Linked DNA regions of Mus musculus: region 1 is linked to region 2. A link is a contact called in public Hi-C data. All regions are on one chromosome and are shown on one strand. Each heading gives the region's core, a stretch centred on a gene start, on an enhancer-like site or on the middle of the called end of the contact. The rest is flanking DNA. Distances are from core to core; before and after follow the strand shown.

Region 1 (7,364 bases), core at 430-2,929, 250 kb after region 2:
CCTCCTATAAGGTACAAAAAACGGCACCTCCCACGAGCAGCTGCAGGTGATGGGATGGATACGATTTTCCTTTTTCTAACTCTGCCAAGTAACTCCATTAGCCTAAAGTTATCAGACTGCCTACACAACAGGTCATGACAGCCTGCCACTCGGGTGTATTTTATATTACAATCACCTTTATTCACTCCTTTCTCCACGACCATCCTACTTACTTATTAATTATTCTATGTATGGATGCTCTGCTGCATGTACACCTGCATGCCAGAAGAGGGCGTCAGATCCCTTTAGAGACCACTCCACTACCATTCAAGAACAGACCTTTGAGTAAGTCTTCCAAAATACATTACAAAGGAGTCAGAAAAAAAAAAATTACAAACGGGAAAAACTTACCTTTGATCTGCTCATGTTCTGCTCCTCTTGGGGGAACTGTAGACACTGCTGACTGACCTGCTGGAGGAAAAGCTCGCTGAAATCGGAGATTAACTGGTCTACACAGGGACATGTCTCTCGCCTGGGAACCACCAAGTGAAATCGCAGCTTATACACACTGCAGAGGTGATAGGAAGGAAATCACAAACCTAACTCCAACAGGTGGAATGGGGGGTGGGAGGCGAGGGGGGGCGGGTACAGTTCTATGATGAACACTACGCTGCCTTCTTTTTATCCACGGGCATTTGGTGTAAAGGTGGGGGAAACAAGGGTACTTATTTTATTTCCTATTCAAACTGTTGCAAAATATGTCACAGTGAATGAGGATTCTGGGCACTATATATATATATATCTGGGATCCATGTTCCATGAGGTGACATACATGCAATCCCAACTCTCTGGAGGCGGAGACGGGAGGATCACCCACTACCAGAACAATATGTGCCACAAGGAATCCACGCCTCAAAAAAACTAAAACACAAAAAGGAAAAATGGTCCAGATGGATAGACGTCCGACAAACAGGGATAAAGCGTGGTTTGTTTTCAAACTATCCAACTAAACTTGGTTACTGCTGCATATCTTAAAAAGGGACTAAGGGAAGAAACTAGAAAACAATGGCACTCATTTCAACACAACCTTGATTAAGTCTCACACCTGTCGCAGACTCAGTCTTCCTTCACGAGCAGAAAGAAGTAAAAGCAGATTTTGAGCACTAGACCATTACGATGCCTCAAGGGCAGACTCGGGGGGGGGGGGGACCACAGACAGAGCAAGAGAGCTGATGGACGCTGAGTGACACCGTGGGAATCTGGAGCCCTTGAGTTCTTCAGTGCCTGCACTCTGTCCTCGGGACTGACCGTGCAGCCCAAAGCGATGCAGCTGTCCCGCTGTCAGCCCGACCACCTCGACCCTCCCAGGCGCCGCAAGCTGGGGACAGCGGGGTGCCCGGGTGAACTGACTGGGCACCATCTGTGCCCAGCATCCCTCCCGCAGCCCCGATCGCTCTGCGCCCTCGGGCCTCACCGAGCAGGCGTCTCCGCTGCCCCTGTCAGCCTCCGCGCCGAGCTCTCGCTAGGCCTCCCTAGCCCGCACAGCCGAGTCTGTTCGCTGCCGCCCCGGAAGCTCCGGCCTCGGCCCTGCAGGCTCGGCAACTCCAGCTTAGCGAACGCAAAGGCTGCGGGAGGGAAGGTAGCCTCGACACACCAGACCTGCAGGAAGTCACCACGGCGCAGTGGCCCAGCGCAAGCGCGGGCACGCGCACAGGCCGCGACGCGCATGTGCAGCATCTTCCCGGAAGTCCGAGTTCCAAGGCTCTCCTTTCTCCCCAAGAATTGCACAGAAACTCTGTGTCCCAGACGCCTTCGCGCGCCACTGCATCTAGGGATCCTCGCGCAAGAACTTACCTCCTCCCAGCAGTTTGGGGGAGGTGCTCTGAGAGCAATGGCTGCCTCCAGCCATGCTCTTACCTTCTTGTTTGTCCTCACTCCCTTTGAGCCTGGAGAAACGGCCTGCTGCGTGAAGTCCCAAGTCTTGTCCCTGGCTCAGGACTCCTAAAATAAGAGGAAGATTGTGTTAGAAGGAAAGAAAACTGAGTGTCATTCTCGATTAACCAAACTTCCTTGAAGTACTAGGTACAAGAAATAACCAGCTGTGCTTTACAAAGAAGGAGGCACAAACACTAATGGTGGGTTTCTAGAACATACGTCTAATGCCCAGAAACTCTAAAAAACAGAACCAGAAAGAGAACACAGAAAGAAGAAAACACCTACCTGCAATGTGATCTCTGAAAGGTGATATTTAGGGCCGGGCGACAATGACAGTTTTCAACGATGGTTACATTATGATGAACGGCTCCTCGATTTCTTATTGAATTAATGCAACGACGTTCTTGGCCTAGTTCTTCATAAAGACGTTGGCGTCAAAATTAATAACAAAGCCTGTCAATAGAAAAAGTTCTCTGCGCCGATGCAGAGAGTAACGTTTTCATCCCAGAAGCACCAAGCGCCTTGGAGCGCCAACCCTAGGTAATAAACTGCTGAGCAACCAGCAGGAGACAGAAGCATCACGAATCCCTCTCAGATGCTGCAGGGCACACATGGTCTCAGGAGAAAGGGTGAGCCCTCCTCCTCGGAAGGCCTGCACTGCCATGGGGCACCTTCTCCCAGGTTCTCACCTCACCTGGTCACTGAGGTGCCCACCTGAGCTGGCTCCTATCTCTTAAACCAAAAGCTTCCCTTCCCCGTGGCAAGCAGGGGTTACGTCTCTGAATGAGGGGCCTGGGCTAAACTCCCCAGGTGACAGGGAGATAGGAACACTCTTTTCTCCAGGTTTACATTGCACAGATGGGACTCAGGCCTTTCAGAAAAGGAATTCCTTGCTTGCAGTGAGGACATTCAAGCTCATATAATTTTTGTATTGAGAGAAGATTTCGGTTTGTACACACATACGGAACAAGGGTTGCCAGTCAACAGACTGAGATCCTTCTGCTCTGCACAGATAGGAGAAGCTCAACCTGTGTGGGCCATCCTAGGTCTACTGGCTGGACCAGCAGGCCTACAGGCTTTCAGCTCCAAGTCCTGACCTAGGGCTCTATTGCCTCAGGCTTTAGAAACTAGACACTTAACGTCCTAGCCTTTCACCCACCAGTGACCCTGGCACCCGGCAGTTGTTGTAATATGTGGCCTCCAGCAGAAGCAGCAGGCAGCAAGTGTCCCTGCTAGTGATAATGATCCTAGATGGACATCAGGTATAGTGAGTGACCTCTCAACTACTACAGACAGGACTGGAACAGCTCTTGAGTCCAAGGTAGATTCATAAGTTCCCCAGGTGACAGGGTTGTTCTCTTCCTTGAGGTTTGCAATGCATAGAAAGGGGCTCTTGGGTCTTTCAGAAAAGGAAGTTCTTTCTTGAAACAAGGGCAGAAAGTATATGTAACTAAAAAGGAGAGAGAGAGAGAGAGAGAGAGACAGAGACAGAGAGAGAGAGACAGAGAGAGACAGAGAGAGACAGAGACAGAGAGAGACAGAGACAGAGACAGAGAGACAGAGAGACAGACAGAGACACAGAGAGAGAGAGAGAGAGAGAGAGAAAGAGAGAGAGAGAGAGAGAGAGGTGTCAAAGAGACAATACAGATCTCGACAGTGAATGTTACTCTTTAAAGTGAGAAGGGTAGAACAGAGAAGCAGTCTTTACCATCTGGCAACAAGCAAAATTTAATCTTTTATTAATACCTCCTTGCCTGAGGATGGAGCCTAGGCCCTCCTGTAAGCTAGGCAGGTGCTCTACCACTGAGCCACACCCCAGCCCCTCACTGGGGAATTCTAGGCAGGGGCTCTACCACTGAGCCACGCCCCCAGCCCCTCACTGGGGGATTCTAGGCAGGGGCTCTACCACTGAGCCACGCCCCCAGCCCCTCCCTGGGGGATTCTAGGCAGGGGCTCTATCACTGAGCCACGCCCCCAGCCCCTCCCTGGGGGATTCTAGGCAGGGGCTCTACTATTGAACTGCATTCCTCAAACCAGTCTTTTTTCAAACCATATAATGCAAACACAATATCCAAGAAGATGATAGAAATACTGAGTTAGAAGTAGTAATGATGAAGGACTAATGGTCATAAGTATGTATTCTTGAGGCTGAAGCAATGGCACGGTGGTTAAGAGCACTGGCTGCTCGCCCAGGAAAACCCAAATTGGTTTGCCAGCACCCACATAGAGGCTCACAACTGACTGTGACTCCAGTCCTAGGGGATCTGGCACCCCCTTCTGGCATCCATGAGCACTGTATGCTCATGTTGCACCGTCAAACATGCAGACAAAATTTCAATATATATAATATGTTTTAAAAGATTTATTTATTTTATTTATATGAGTACTCTGTAGCTGTCTTCACACACACCAGTAGAGGGCATCGGATCAGATCCCATTGCAGATGGTTGTGAGCCACCATGTGGTTGCTGGGAATTGAACTCAGGACCTCCAGGAGAGCATCAGTGCTCTAAACCCGAGCCATCTCTCCAGCCCCCACATAATATGTTTTAACTGGGAAAAGAAACAATGTACTCTTGCAAGAGTACATGGATTATAAATACTATTATATAAACATTTCACACCAATTTTAAAGAAAAATTATGAAATTAAGTAAAATACAAATCACCTCAGGTGCTCTTAAAGATACGATCAACATCAAACTCCTCTTAGGCTAGCAGCACGGTTTCCATGGAGATAGATACAAAATTAAGCATGTGTATTCTGAGAGCATGCGTGATGTTGGACAAGTTAGATAAACTTTCTGCATGTCAGTTCCCTTGCTTGATATTAAAGGGTCATAATTCACCATCCTCTTTTTAGGTGGGTCAGACATCTGACCCCACTCCAGGGCCTCCCTGAAACAATAGAACATTCCACAGCTCTCCTATCCCAGGAATTCAGTATGAACAGACTTCCATGTTGCTTGCTGCATAGACATAGGATGTTGTCCAGAAACTGGCAAAAGAACCTGAATGGAATAATGAGCCATGAACCAAGACAGCATCACAGACCAGAGGGAGGAAGGGGGAAGAAGCTGGAACTCAGAAAGAAGGGTTCCAGTGTGTGCCCTCACCTTGGAGGGAGTAGAGGAAGGTGACACAGTAGTGCATCAGGAGAGCCAGGTTTCAGCTGCAGCCACCAATTATTACAGTGTGTTACAGTGTGTTTGGGGCCATATTCTGGTGTTTAGTTTCTTTAACTAAAGGAGGGGCTCAGAGAGTAATTAGTCCCCTTGTCTCACACAGCAACTCCTCCTTACAAGGACTGACATTGCCATGACTGTAAAATGTGATTTAAAACAATCAACTCTATGGTCATGAAGCAAGCCAAGAGGGTGACACTTTGAGCTCTGTGTGCACCTGATGTGCGTATGTAACATATATATCAACATTCCATTCATTTTAGATAGTTCTCATTTGTGTATGAGTGTGCAGGCACATGCCATGATGCCTGTGTGGTCAAGAGAACAACCTTTGGGAGTAGTTTCTCTTGCTCCACTTGTTTCTCGGGTGTGTCTTGTATTGTTCCAGTGCTGGGGCACTCTGGGCTAGCTGGCCTGCATGCTTCCTGAAGGCAGACTCTTGGCCCACAAGCTTCTGGCTGTCTCTCCTCCTCCAGTCTTGCTGTAGGATAGCCAGGATTCCAGATAAGCCACCACATCTGGTTTGGGTTTTTTGTTTTGTTATGGGTTTTGTTTGTTTGTTTTGTTTTTACTTCAGTTCTGGGGATGTGACTCTCTCAGGCTATCTGGCTTTCATTGTAAAAGCTTTTACCCACAGAGCCACCTCCCTGGCCCTTCAGCTCATCTTAAGGTTCAGTAATTGCGTGGATAAATCACATTTCACTTATCACATATATGCTGGCAGACACCCCCTGATCTCCTGATAGACACTCCAAGTGTTCTCAACTTTTGCCTATAGTGAACAAGGTTATGGACATCCATGTTCAAGTTCCCGGTTACGTTCCTCTGTAGCGATCTACTGGGTGCTATCCAGGAGTAGAATGGCTTGTAATCCTGTGTTCCACTTTTTAAGGAGCCACCAACTCATTTTCCACAGTGGCTGTACCATTCCACAGTCCCACCCGAAATACAGTGTGCTCACCACACACTTGCCAACACTTGTTATTCTCCAATTTATTTATTTCAGCCATCCACGTTGGGTGTGAACTGGTATCTCTTGGTGATTTTCACAGGCATCCTACTTGTGAAGAACATGTCCTCTGGGGGATGGAGAGATGGGTCAATGATTAGGAGCACTGGATGCTCTTCCAGAGGTGCCGGGTTCAGTTTCCAGCAATCACATGGTATCTCATAAATAGATCACAGTAGTCCCATAGTATCTGATAACCTCTTCTGGTGTGCAGATAAGATACCCATATACATAAACAAACAAACAAACATGTCCATTTCACGACTGCTTATCAATTTATTACAGACCTTTCCTCATTTTTATCTATGCATATGTGTGTGTGTGTGTGCCATGAATCTGTATGCATGTTTTTGCATGTGCATGGATGCATGTGTGTTTACTCATGCTCATTCACATGTGTGTGCTTGCTTATGCATGTGGAGGCCCATGTCAGAAATCACCCTAAATTATTCTTCTATCTCAGTGGTTCTCAACCTATGAGTATGTAGTGGCTATTCCTGGTTGTCAACTTGACTATATTTGGAATGAACTACAATCCAGAATTGGAAGGCCCACCAGTGACCCTTATCTGGAGGCTTGGAGATAGAAGTTTCTGATCTGGATTTTGGTATAGAGATCTTGAGGCATAGTGGCTATGAATTCCAGAAGATTAAATCTCTGACTTCAAGGTGTCCTGGGATTAAATGTGTGGTGGAACACACCTTTAATCTGGGCTACACCTTTCATCTGGGATTAAAGGTGTGGTGGAACACACCTTTAATCTGGGCTACACCTCCTGCTGGTGACAATATAAGGAAGGACACTGGAAGAAGGGAATCTTGCTCTTCGCCTGCTTGCTGTATGAGACTGCTAGATCCTTGGACTTCCATTCACAGCTACTACTGAACCATTGTTGGGAATTGGGCTGCAGACTGTAAGTCATCAATAAATTCCTTTACTATATAGAGACTATCCATAAGTCCTGTGACTCTAGAGAACCCTGACTAATACAGAAGTTGGTACCAGAAGTGGGGTGGTTCTAGAGTAACAGAAGTACAAGGATGAATCTTTTAAAATACTGGAATTGGCTTGTTGATCCACCAGCACTTTCAACTACTGAAACCTCTCCAGATTCTCTCCCTCCTGGGAGCTCAGAGAATTTTGAAGACCCATGGTTGAAACTATATTTCAAACTTAAAGAAGCTAATGCCCTTGATTTTCTTGATGAATTAGGTGATTCAATGCACAAAGCTTTCTACAAGATGGGGAAAAAAATTA
Region 2 (6,595 bases), core at 3,254-5,753:
CCTCCGCCTGCCAGCCAAGGACTGCAGGTAGTCTATACTGTGATAGTTGTGATAGTTAACCTTCCCCGAGGGTGCGCCAGGTGTGGCACCAGCCTCAAGCTGAACTCTCAGCTTCGAGCTCTTCCCCCCTCCCCACCCCAGTCATTCAGGCCCCGCGGGCAGAAAGCAGATATTTGCTAAGAGTCTCAGAAAAGTCAGGCACACACACAGACACACACAGACACACACACACACAGACACACACACACACACACACACACACACCATAGTCAAATGCTGAGGCAGGAGAATAACTGGGAGTTAAAGTCCAACTAGAATTACCAGCCGGGCGTGGTGGCGCACGCCTTTAATCCCAGCACTCGGGAGGCAGAGGCAGGCGGACTTCTGAGTTCGAGGTCAGCCTGGTTTACAAAGTGAGTTCCAGGACAGCCAGGGCTATACAGAGAAACCCTGTCTCGAAAAACCAAAAAACAAACAAACAAACCAACTAGAATTACCAAGTGAGTTCCAGATCAGACAAGAATACAGAGAACTGGTCTCAAGAAAAGAAACACAATGCAAAATATAGTTAAGCTAGGCAGGGCTGCAGAGCCTGTGTCCCAGGGTGCTGGAGACATGGGGGTGAGGTTGGTCACTTCTGCTACACTGAGGTCAAATACTGGACTACATGAGACCCTGTCTCAAAAACAAAACAAAAGACCAAAAGAGGTTCTTGGGAGACACCGTGATAGCTGGTAAAGTCCTTGTTTAGTGGCCATAAGGACCTGAGGGTGTCTCCTCTGTACCTGTAACCCTAGCCGCTGGGGTCAGCTAGGAAGACCAGCATTCACCTACACACACCCATACAAGGCAGGCAGGATAGAAAAGGGAAATAAACATACAAAGCTTCAGCCGGGCAGTGGTGGCGCACACCTTTAATCCCAGCACTTGGGAGGTAGAGGCAAGTGGATCTCTGAGTTCGAGGCCAGCCTGATCTACAGAGGGAGTTCCAGCCAGGGCTACACAGAGAAACCCTGTCTTGAGAACCAAAATGAAAGGTGGGGGTGGGGAGCATTGTGCCCCCAGTTCCAACATTTCCAAGGCTAAAGCAGAGGGTCAGAAAAGTCAGCCTTGGCTTGATAGCAAGTTGGAAGTCAGCATGGGCTACAAGAGATTCTGTCTCAAAAACCAAAGCACAGAACAGTCTCTGGTGTAGTTCCGTGTCCAGGCAGAGATCTCTTAGCCATCTGTGACTGGCTATCCATGAGTACCTGGCCTGTACTCTGAGGTCTCAGCCCTGGGCTGAGTACCTGGGTGGTACTCCCCAGGGTGATGGGGGAGCTGGGTGGCAAGGAGGACTCTTGATGGGAGTTAAGTAGAGTCCTGAGGCTGGAGGCGGGGGTGCAGGGAAGAACCCCAGTAAAGGGGTTTCTCCATATTTTCTCTTGGGACAGAGTCCTATTAAGTGGCAGAGGCCTGCTTTGAACTTTCAAGCCTTCTGCTTCAGTAGCTGAGATAACAGACTTTGGCTCCCAGGCGCAGCTGGGTGTTGTCAGTGCTATTCTCTTTGAAAGGTTTAGGTTGGGACTCACAGGCTCCCTGTCACAGGGCTTTGGGGCAGGTGACTACCTCTTATCTGATGGTTATCCCACCAACTCATGCGGGCCGGCCTGCCTCGGCGCCTTCTGAGAATCCCATAGCTCTCTATCTCAGCTCTGGAGATAAGCCAGGCAGCCCCCCCCCCCCCCACCGCGCGTCCCTGTCCAGCACAGCCTGGCCCAGGCTCCCTGCAGGCCCAAGCCAGTCCCTACCCCACCCCCTCAGCTAGCCCAGCCCACTTGGCCTAACTTCCTCTCCTTAAAAGGCTAAATTCTGGAGAGTAGGGAGGGGGCGTGGGAGCCTCAGCGTAGCTGTCCCCTCTACCCTCAGGGAGCAGCGGGCCAACCTGGGGAAACAGGATGAAGCCCCAGCACCTGGGGGTTCATGAGATCCCTATCTGGGAACCCCACTACAGGCTCCTGCACAGGACCCTGCGGACATTTCTCGCTTTCTTCTCTCTTGTTCCCAAATTGGGCAGAAAATACTGACTGAAGCCCCAGGGTGGCCAGACCTGGGCTGTGGATTTGTGGTAATTAGGGTGTCATAGGCAAAAGATGCCCTGGGGCCCCAAGGGGCTACCTTGGTCTCTTTTACAAATTCTCCCCCCCCCACACACACCGCAACCCCTCCCCCCGGGTCTCTGTCTGTCTCCCTCTCTTGGTTTCTGTCTCTCTCTGTGTCTCTCCCTGCTGAAGATTAAACCCAGGTCTTTCACATACTAGTCAAGAGGTCTCTATCACACTGAGCAACATCCTGTCAGCCTCCCTTCCCTTTCTCTCAGGACAGAATCACACTAAATTGCCAGGGCTGGCTTTAACTTCCAATCCTCCTGCCTCCGTAGCATCTGAGATGACAGGTTCATGCCACCGGGATCAACTGGGAGTTTGTTGTTATTCTTTGTTTTTGTTTGTTTGTTTGAGCAGAGACGTAGCTCTGTATCCCTGGCTAGCCAGGGACTTGCTGCCTAGATTAGGCTCATCCCCAAATTGCTGTGCTCCCTTGGCTCTGCCTCCTAAGTGCTGTGTCTACATAAGAGGGCCGCCATGTCTGCCTTCCATTAGTGTTTCTGGAGACAAGTCTTTCTCCAAATGAGACTGACCTCAGATTCACCCTGCAGTCCAAGCTGGCCTGGAACTTGTAGCAATCCTCCTGCTTTCTTCAGTGCTGAGCTTACAAGTGAGTCTCCACACCCAACTTTTTGTCTACAGCTTCAGTATCCCTGTTTGTCAGCGGGGATGCTTCCTGCCAAGGCTCAAACTCCAAGTCTCCTCTGAGAAGCCTACTCCTCCAGGACCATAGACACAGCGAGGCCAGGATCAAAACTTGGAAGCTCATCACACAAAGTTCCAGTGTGGCCTGATGGTGCCCCTGTACTAGCTACTTGGAAGGGCAAAGCTGGAGCCGGTCATGAGTTCTAGGACAGTCTGGTCAATTTAGCAGCGTGCCTCCATTCCACTTCGCCCCCCGCCCCACAAAAAGTAAAGAGGGTTGGAGGGCGGGGAACATAGCTCCCACAGAAGAGCACTGGTCAAGCAGGCATGAGATGTGGGACTCAGACCCTCAGCGCAGGGTAGCGTAAACCGGATATGACGATACCTGTCAGTAATGCCAGCATTTGGAAGGTGAAGGCAGAAGGACCAGAAATTAGTGGTCATCCTTGCCTCCATAGGGAGGCAGAGGGAAGCCTGGGCTATGTGAAACCCAATCTCAAAAACAAATGACTGATAGGGGCTGGAGAGGTGGCTCAGTGGTTAGGAGCACTTGCTGATCTCACAGGGGTCCTGTGTTTGACTCCCAGCACCCATGTCTGGTGGCTCCCAACTGCCTGTGACTCTAATTCCAGGGGATCCTATATGTCTGGCTCCCATGGGCACCAACAGTTACATGCACATACCCACCTACAAACACACACTCATACACATAGTCAAACAAAATGAATTGCCAGATGTGCACCACCACTCCATGCCACACACCTTTGCTATAGATGTCTGTGAGTTCTAGGCCAGCCAGGTCTACACAATGAGACCCTATATCACTCCAAAACCACTAAATAAATAAATCAATAAATCTTAGCTAGGAGTGTGTGTGGCACAGGGCTTTAATCCCAGCACTCAGGGAGACAGAGGCAAACAGATCTCTGTGATTTCAAAGCTAGCCAAGAATATACAGTGAGACTTTGTCTAATATAATAATAATAATAATAATAATAATAAAGAGAATGCCATGCAAATAGCTGTTGTTGGTTATTGTTGGTTTTTTTGGTTTTGAGAGAGTTTCAGTAGGTAGCCCTGGTTGTCCTGGAACTCACTATGACCAGGCTGGCTTCGAACTCACAGAGATCTGCCTGCCAATGCCTCTCCAGTTGCTGGAAGGTCAGTGTCACCATGCCAGGCCATAAATACAATTTTTTTTATTACGTATCTTCATCAATGACATTTCCAATGCTATCCCAAAAGTCCCCCATAAATACAATTTTTAAAAAAGAAGAAAAGAAAAAGCAAGGCTGTGGCTACAGCCTGGTGGAATGTTCTAGGCCCTAGGTTCAATTCTCTAAAGAAGCTCTGTCCTGCCTCCCTCCCCACCCGCCTTGGGAATGTCAGTCATCCAACCAGGCCAAGGGGCTGGAGAGCTGGGGCCCTTGGCTGTCCTTTGGCCTCAAGTACTATGCAGGACCCTGAGCCGCTCTCCATCTAAGCTCAGAGCCTCAGTTTCCATTTCTGTACTTCAAGGAGGGAGGGGCCTGGCCTGCAGATGGGGAGAGCGGTGCACAGCTGGGTTTGTAGTGGGAACTGGGGTTTGGCAGGGTTGGGGGGCTGGGGTGTCCCCTCCCTCTGATCCCCGCCCGCGGCCGCTGCCCACGAGTCGTCCATAAAAGGCAAGGAGCGCAAGTCGCGCCAAACTTAGTCATGCGGCGGCGGCCGGCGGCTGCCCGCGCGACTTCCTCCGCCGACTTCCCGTTTCGAGAGCGAAGCCCGCAGGGGATGTGAGGTGTGGTCCTGCCTTTCGAAATGGCTCCGATTCCCCTAAGGGGATCCGCGGTGCCGGCGCCCTGCAGAGGGGACCGCTAAGGGTCCGCGGGCACACACCCGGGCTTGTGTTTGAGAAAGTGGGGATGGGGTGGGGGTTGGGTGAAGGCAGGGAATCTCAGATAGCCCAGGCTAGCCTGCCTTAGCCTCGGAGTGCTGGAATCTCAAGAGTAAGCCATTACTTTGGGCTTAGGAATGCATGAAGGGCTTCCAGAAGGCACAGCTGTTACCCTGGAGCTGGGAGGGAGCTTGGATAAAGAGGTTAGGAGAGCATTGTTTGTTGGTGTTGGAGCAAGTACCTCATCCGTGCTAGCCCAGTGCTCCCCCTCTGAATGTTCTAGACTGTATTTCTTTGAAATAAGATCTTGTGTAGGTCGTCAGGCTGGCCTTGAACCCTTTCTTTCTTGTTTTTTTTTTTTTTTTTTTTTTGAGACGGGGTTTCACTATGTAGCTTTGGCTGGTTTAGAACTCACTCTGTAAACCAGGCTGGCTTCAAACTCAGAAATCTACCTGCTTCTGGAGCGCTGGCATAAACAGTATACAGCTGGGCCTTGAAGTCATTCTGCAGTCTCCACCTTCCAAGAGCCACATAAACCAGGCAGGCCTCTGGCTGCCTCTGCCTCCCGAGTACTGGAATTAAAGCTCTGCCCCATAATGCATGACTTATTTTATTATTTTCTTAACCATTTATATTGAGACAGGATTTCAATATGTTGCCCAGGCTGGCCCGAACCTGTTCTGTATCCAGGTAGGCACTGACCTGTTTGGATTTTTGGATTTTTAAAAAAAATATTCGGGCTGGTGAGATGGCTCAGTTGGTAAGAGTACCCGACTGCTCTTCCAAAGGTCCAGAGTTCAAATCCCAGCAACCACATGGTGGCTCACAACCATCTGTAACGAGATCTGACACCCTCTTCTGGAGTGTCTGAAGACAGCTACAGTGTACTTTACATATAATAAATAAATAAATCTTTTAAAAAAAAATATTAATTTTTAATGGGCATGGGTGTTTTTGTCTATATGAGTGTCTGTGTACCAGGTGCAGACGGTGCCTTCGAGGCCAGAAGAAGGCACTCGAGCTGGAGCTACAGACAGTTGTGAGCCACCATGGGGATGCTGGGAATTGAATGCTGTCAGTGCTTTTAGCTGGGGAAGAAACAGTTGGTCTGTGGGCACCATGCTTGTATTCCTTCAGATCTGTACTTTTCCATAGATTGGAAATGTCTTACCTGGTGTGGCGGGCAATGCAGGTCTATAATCTTAGCACTAGGGAGGCAGAGGGGCAGGAGGATCAAGAGTTCAAAGCCCATCATACCAAGTTCCAAGCCAGCCAAGGCAACAATGAGACCTTGCCTCAAGAAAAGATACTTTCTAGAAACAAAGAGACAAAATGGCTGTCCCGAACTGAGTGAGCTACCTCTTCCCCTGTTTCTTCTAGGCTATAAGACACTAATCTCTCTAGAGCAGTGGTTCTCAACCTTCCTAACGCTGTGACCTTTTAATGTAGTCCCTCATGTGGTGGTGACCCCCCAACCATAAAGTTATTTGGTTGCTACTTCATAACTGTAGTTTTGCTACTGTTACAAATTGTAACATATAAAGATCTGATATGTGGCCCACAGGTTGAAACACCCCCCACCCCCCCACCCCCGTCCCCCGAACTAGGGGTTGTTATGAAACTATGACACACAGGCTGAGGCATGAGTCCCACGTACACAGTAGGTGCTCAACAAAGGAGTCTGCTGTATTGAGCGTCCTTTGTCTCAGCCTCTCTGGGAGATGGGAAGACTAAGGTGGGAGGGATCCGCTCACTGTGGCTAGTTCATGGCTAGCTGTAAAGGCTTATGTTTCTAAGGAATGGGGCCAGCCAGTCCCAAAGCTCAGACTCTAGTCCTGTCCTGTCCTGTCCTGTCCTGTCCTGTCCTGTCCTGTCCCTTAGCCTGGGGTCACTCCAGGTAAGGCTCAAGGCCAGCACACTTAGCAGGACCCAG

Evidence for each region. Hi-C and Micro-C count contacts between places; a contact is called where the count stands out from the background.
Region 1: a Hi-C map of the G1E-ER4 cell line shows a contact between it and region 2, with 5 times the contacts expected there. The contact joins the promoter of Rbak here to the enhancer-like site in region 2. A contact is called at or near these places in 3 of 39 promoter capture datasets (the 3T3-L1 cell line, embryonic stem cells and stem cell-derived epiblast-like cells), 1 of 15 datasets of contacts at CTCF or cohesin (embryonic stem cells), 14 of 484 Hi-C or Micro-C datasets (CD4 T cells, the G1E-ER4 cell line, the HL-1 cell line and 3 more), 4 of 115 datasets of contacts at active chromatin or transcription factors (bone marrow-derived macrophages and embryonic stem cells) and 1 of 9 other capture datasets (embryonic stem cells).

The regions. Positions count from the first base shown.
Region 1 is chr5:143,179,096-143,186,459 of GRCm38.p6, forward strand. Rbak (RB-associated KRAB zinc finger) reads right to left here and starts at 1,680. Exons shown (of 5, transcript NM_001045482.2): 1 at 1,454-1,680; 2 at 391-447. The coding sequence starts at 405. It overlaps Spdye4b (speedy/RINGO cell cycle regulator family, member E4B), which reads left to right and starts at 1,922. Exons shown (of 8, transcript NM_001384193.1): 1 at 1,922-2,543. The coding sequence starts at 2,526.
Region 2 is chr5:142,924,743-142,931,337 of GRCm38.p6, forward strand. No RefSeq gene overlaps it. Among named protein-coding and RNA genes, the nearest start is that of Actb, 21 kb to the left of the region's middle. Within about 2 kb of position 4,504, at least 285 of the 459 cell types and tissues checked have an H3K27ac peak or open chromatin away from gene starts, as enhancers often do. A contact at or near this core is called in the G1E-ER4 cell line, the HL-1 cell line, bone marrow-derived macrophages and 3 more, where this site is marked.